2 separate regions of the Mus musculus genome follow, and region 1 is linked to region 2. A link is a contact called in public Hi-C data. All regions are on one chromosome and are shown on one strand. The core of a region is the stretch at or near the end of the contact, and the rest is flanking DNA. Distances in the headings are between cores, read along the strand shown. Region 1 overlaps Mettl9 (methyltransferase like 9). Region 2 overlaps Mosmo (modulator of smoothened).

Region 1 (3,038 bases), core at 167-2,666, 360 kb after region 2:
ATATAAAACTTGTTACGCATGCTAATATTTTTAAAGTCTTTTGTCTTTTTACTTTCGAGACAGTCCTCATGTAGCCCAGGCTAGCCTCAAACTTACTGTGTAGCCAAAGATGACCTTGAATTTTTTATCCTCCTGCCTCCACCTCCCCTGTGCTAGGATTTATGTGGTGGTAGAGATCGAGCCCACAGCTTCCTGATGTTTGGCAAATAAAATAGTCTACCAATCAAGTTGTATCTGCAGCTCCTAGTTTTCTAGTTTTAATGCCCAGATTGGACATTTGCTCAGCTCTCAAGTACTTGCAAACATTTTAAAGGAATTCCTTACTATTTTGCAAGTGTTAGAGCCACTAAATACCATGGAAACCCATATTTTAAGGAATAACATTCCTTTTTTTTGTGATTGTGGAACATTGTGGATTTATGTTGCTGTGTGCACATATGCTTCTGAATTCTGTTCTTGACCTTGCTGTTCACCCATGGTCATAGTCCTTCCTTCCTTCTTTCCTTTCTTTTATTTTCTCATTATTTCTTGTTTGTTTGCTTGCTTGCTCATTTTGGAGACAGGTTCCTGCAGCTTTAGCTGGTTTGAAACTCATGACCCTCCTGTTTCAGCTTCCCATATGCTGAGATTTACAGTGGTTAGGTCACCATGCCTCCCTCTGTACTTAATGCTTGCCTGTACATTTGCCAAATCGAAGAGTTTTTGTTGTTAGTATGGAAAATAGGAAATATTCTCTGTCTTGCCCCTCCCCCTGTATGAGTGAGGGGGGGGAGAAGGGGCGGGGGAAAGTGCAGGCAGAGGTTGACATTCCTTGTCTGTCCCTCTTTACTTTTTGAGACAGGGTCTCACTGAACCTGGAGCTTGCTGCTTTATGTCTGAAGGGTCAGATCGCTGCCTGTTTCCTCCCACTGATATTACAGTTCCATGCGGCCTCACCCATCTCCTGTGTGGGCGCCAGGGATCTGAAGGCCAGTCTCATGCTTGGCCATGGAGTCGTCTCCCCATCACTGAGCCATGTTCCCTGATTTTTTGTTTTATTTTGTTTGAGGCAGGGCCTCATGTAATCTGATCTTGCTATGTAACTCAGGGTGGCTTCAACTCCGGATCCTTGTGCTTCTGCCTCTCAAGAAGTGGGTTACAGGTGGGTGGAAATCTGTAGACGTGGGAGGGGAGGGAGAAAATGGATGGAATAAACATGTCCTCGAACTTCTTCCTCTTGCAGTCCATTCCTGTTGTTGAATGGCTTTTCACACTGCTCTAAGTGTGAGTGCAATTTATCATTTGTGTATCGTGTGTGTGTTACACAGTGAAAAGACTCAATAAGTGTCTTCTGGTCGCACCTTGCCACAGTGCCAATCTCTGTGATTAAGCCTGGCTCCATCTCTGCATTGTACTTACTAGTCATTGAATTGTAAGGTTCTGGCTTCCTGTGTCTTGTTGGGCAACCACATGATAGAACTTTAATGCTACTGCTTCCTGGTAAAACAGGAGGAGGAAAAGCAGAAAAACAAAACATCAATCTAACCACAAATTTCATTTCCTTGTGTTTCTGGCAAGAAAAATGGAAAGGAAGTGAAGCTAAACAGCCTTCAGTTAGGACTGAGAACAAGCTCCTTGGTTGTGGGTGTCAGGGTTGCCTGTGGACTGTGAGGAGTCTGCTTGTGGCACGGGACAAATGGGACAAAGCCTTGTTGCTAGGGATGCCCTTTACTGCCCTGTAACGTCTTCAGATCGTCTGCAGCACTGTTGGTGCTGTTACTGCTCCTGTCTTCCAGGCTTAGCCTGATGAGGTCCTGATGATCTCCATGGAAACTGAGGACTGGACACTTGAAGGCACACAGTGCGCTTAGCCTGCTTGGCCTAGTTAATTATTTAACAAAAAGCAATTATAGGTGAAGTGATTACTCTTATTGGGGTTTTTTTTGGGGGGGGCAATCAGTGTCATGCATGTAACTCTAATTTTGTTGTTTAGGCTAACTTAGAAAAAGCAGACTGATATGTTTCTTTTTGATCTGTTTACTTGGTTCCCTCACCTAGGCTTCCTTAAGGGTTGGTTACCAGGTGAGACCTAGTTAGAGAACAGGTTGTAATTAAGGAGAATTATGTTGTACAGTTGAAACTTTAATCATGATTAATTTGTTAAAATCATAATTTTATGCAAAAGTCACTCATGGTAAAAATTGTTTGGGCTGCTTGCAAAAGGGTATGTAATGAAAAATCTTCTCTTACTCTTAGACCCTTTGTGATTTTAGGTCACCTTAAACATGCTTCGAATGTTTCTCTACCTGTATGCAGGTAGACGCCATTAGGAGTAAGTACCTTAGATGCCTTTCTCGACTGACTCATGGCACCTGATTGTTTCTTGGAGTGGATGCAGGGAGTGAGCTGTTAAATAGGATTGTTACTGCTTTAGATTGCTGCTTGGTTGATACTCTTTTTGCAAATTCCATTTTCTTAAGAGTTTAGTATTGAATTTTATATCTGAGTGCTGAGCATCTCTGAGATGATCACACAGAAGACACCCTCGTCTGACTGGCGGTGCCACGCTGGCACTCCTGGTCTTCTCCCATCTCCACTCAGTGCAGCACTGGATTGAATCTGTGACATTCTAAGTGAAAGTGTCTTGAGTTCTTGAGTGTTAACATTACCTTTTTTTTTGCAGTGCTAGGGATTAGACTCATAGTCGCATATGTGTTACACAGTGCTCTTTACTGAAGTATATCCTCAGCCCTTTAAATTTTTTTAAGTGTGTTTGTTTGTATGTGTTGGGAGGACAGCTTGTGGGACCTGGTGTTTCCCTTCACCGTGTGGGTCCCAGGAATTGAGGTCTTCAAGCTTGGCCAAAGCACCTTTACCTTCTGAGCCATATTGCTGGCCCCTAAGTTTTAAAAATTGATTTATGTACAAGCATTGGGGTGTATGAGTGCAGGTTTGTACAGAAGCCAAATATTCCCAAGGAGCTGGAGTTACATGGGAGTTACATGGGTGTTACATGGGAGTTACATGGGAGTTACATGGGAGTTACATGGGTGTTACAT
Region 2 (2,700 bases), core at 36-2,535:
AAGCAGTATCCATATGGTGGGTAGTGTGCATCAAAGTCCCATCCCTTTTGTCGCTACTCAGGGATACACTTTTCTCACTCTAACTGGCACCTGGTTGTTAATGGATATTTGGGTTGTTTCCACCATTTGTGGTCATCATAAACAATCCTGATATGAACATTCATATCCATACACATTTTCATGTAGACAGAGTTTTTATATGCATATATACCTAGTAGTGATGCTGAGTAGTGTGGAGGGTTTCTGGATCAGCTAGCTGTTCACTGTGGTTCCAATCACTCTTTTACTTGCCTGTAAGTAGTGTATGAAGCTGCCAGTTTCTTTTTTGTTTCCTATAGTTTGAGTATGAGTCGCATATGTTTAGACTTTGTTCTTCTCCATTTCTGTGGTAAGTTTTAAAGGCTTTTTAAAAGCTCTTTTGTTTGTTTGTTTTGAACTGTGTCTGTGTTTGTGCTCATGTGTGTGTGAGTGGCCAGAAGAGGGTGTTTGATTCTCAGAGCTGCAGTTAACAGAGCTGCCATTGAGAGCTGCATGACATGGAGGCTGCAAACTAAACTCTGATCCTCTGCAATAGCGGCCTTCCCTTAGCTGCTAGAGATTTAAGTAAAGCCTGAGGCCTGCTGTTCTCTGAGTTGCAGCTTGTAGGAGCCCTGTGATGAGACGGAAAGGTGTACAATGAATGCAAACCACTGTGGCCCTGGGATTAGGTCCAGTCTTAATGTCTGCATTCTGGGTTGTGGCCCTTTCAGGGGCTTCTTGGTTCTTTCTCCTCTGAGACAGGAAGCCAGAAGGATTGGATATTTGGTTAAGGTGAGAAAAGTACTTTCTTTTTTGAGATGTCTGCTTGGGTTCTGGTGAAATGGTTTCTTTTCAGCCACATTTTTTATTAAAGAACAGATGTTCTGGGCTTATTTCAAAACAGATAGTTTGCTCTTTTACCAGTTGTCTGCATGAGGCAGCCTCTTGATCATTATTGTGAGCTAGAAACCAATAAGGTTCCTAGAGACAACCTCCAGAAAGTGGCTCCTCCCACCCAGATCGCCTCTTAGAATTTCCAGCTCTCAGAGTTGTTCACAGGGAACCTGACATCCCTAATCAGCAGGAAGTAGTCTAAAGAGGTCTACATCCCTTTTGCCTCTATCTTTCTTTCTTACCTAGTGTTGGGGGGTTGGAAGGGTAGAAGTATAAAAACCCAATAAAATAGCCACATACACACAGACACACACACACACACACACACAGTGCGTCATCAGTGGTTTGCCCTGTAGCCCCAATTCTCTGATGACTCTAAGAACTGCTGACTTGGTTTGTTCAGCACGACGCGGCCTCACACGCCTGACAGAAGTGAGAACTTACTACTGAGTTGGTCAAGTTTACACCTGCATGTTTTGTTGTTGTGTTGTGGTTTGGAGGAGCTACTATTATAAAAACATTTATAACAGTCAGTATATTTACTTTCTTGAGTTATGGCATATTAAATTAATTACTAATATACAAGAATGTATTTTTGTATGTTGACCTTACTTCCTACAGAATTTATTACTTCTGGTAGTATTCTGAAGGATTTAATTTCCTTTCTTGACTGTTCTGGCTAGAACTTACAGTACAAACATCTTTTGTTTTACTCTTTATCTGAGAAGGAAAATGTTTAGTCTCTCTCCATTAAACATACTAGTGTGGGTTTATTTGGAGTGTTTGTTTGTTTGTTTGTTTGTGACAGGGTCTTGCCATGTAGCCCAGGTTGGCCTCAAGCTTTTGATTATCCTCCTGTCTCAGTCTTCCAAGTCCCTTTTGTTTTGGTTTGTTGTTGGGTTTTGTATAATGTTTATTTGATTGAACAGGCTCATTTCTCTACCAGACATAGTGATAACTGATAGGCTTTTTCTCTCTCTCAGCGACACAGACATAGGCCAGATTAGATCAGATTAAAAGTAGAGAAAGGTAGGTTTATTAGGGGCAGCTCTCAGATGGGTTCACTGGTCTCACAGGTGGAGCTCAGTGAAGTCACACATCCAGGCTAAAGCAAGGGTTTTTGTAGAGTTTAGGTGAGGTGTGATGAAGTTCCTACTAGGACCCGGGATTATGCCCATACATGATCAAAATCTGAGCTCCTGGGCGGGCACTCTTGGGTGGGTTACCGGAAACGGGGACATGTTAGCCCGGAGTTTTCTTCAAGCAGACAAGGGAGTTTTCACAGTGCTGGCCAGGTTGGGGAAAGGAGACGGGGATTTCCTAGCTGTACAGGGGATGAGCAGGGATTTCAGCCTGAGTAGCGTTTTTGTAAAAATCTATACTCTTAGGAACACTATTGACAGTGAATTTTGTTTACTTACTTTTTGAGATAGGGTATTCAGGCTATCCTGGAACTCACTAAATAGCCCAAGCTGGCACTTGGTAATCCTCCTGCCTCAGCGTCCACGTGCTAGAATTACAGGTGTGAGCTATCATGTCCAGTTGATACCTGATTCCACAGAGTCCATTCTGAGCTCCTCAATTACATTTGTACTCATTTCTGTTTATTATAAGGTTGTACATGGTTTCATCACCTTGTGTCTACAATCACATTAACAATAAGACACACTTGCATGCATCCATGAACGGTCCTGGCACATAGAAGGCATCCAGTGTGTGTATGTGTGTATGTGTGTGTGACTCGGTGTACATATGTGTGTAAAAGTGGATGAAATAAGGAAAGGAATA

What was found. Hi-C and Micro-C count contacts between places; a contact is called where the count stands out from the background.
Region 1: a Hi-C map of CD4 T cells shows a contact between it and region 2, with 2.9 times the contacts expected there. The contact joins two enhancer-like sites. A contact is called at or near these places in 2 of 484 Hi-C or Micro-C datasets (CD4 T cells and CD8 T cells).

Annotation. Positions count from the first base shown.
Region 1 is chr7:121,058,240-121,061,277 of GRCm38.p6, forward strand. All of the region lies in intron 4 of Mettl9 (methyltransferase like 9), which reads left to right. Among named protein-coding and RNA genes, the nearest start is that of Igsf6, 15 kb to the right of the region's middle. Within about 2 kb of position 1,417, at least 49 of the 459 cell types and tissues checked have an H3K27ac peak or open chromatin away from gene starts, as enhancers often do. A contact at or near this core is called in CD8 T cells, where this site is marked.
Region 2 is chr7:120,698,611-120,701,310 of GRCm38.p6, forward strand. All of the region lies in intron 1 of Mosmo (modulator of smoothened), which reads left to right. Among named protein-coding and RNA genes, the nearest start is that of Gm51495, 8.1 kb to the left of the region's middle. Within about 2 kb of position 1,286, at least 36 of the 459 cell types and tissues checked have an H3K27ac peak or open chromatin away from gene starts, as enhancers often do. A contact at or near this core is called in CD8 T cells, where this site is marked.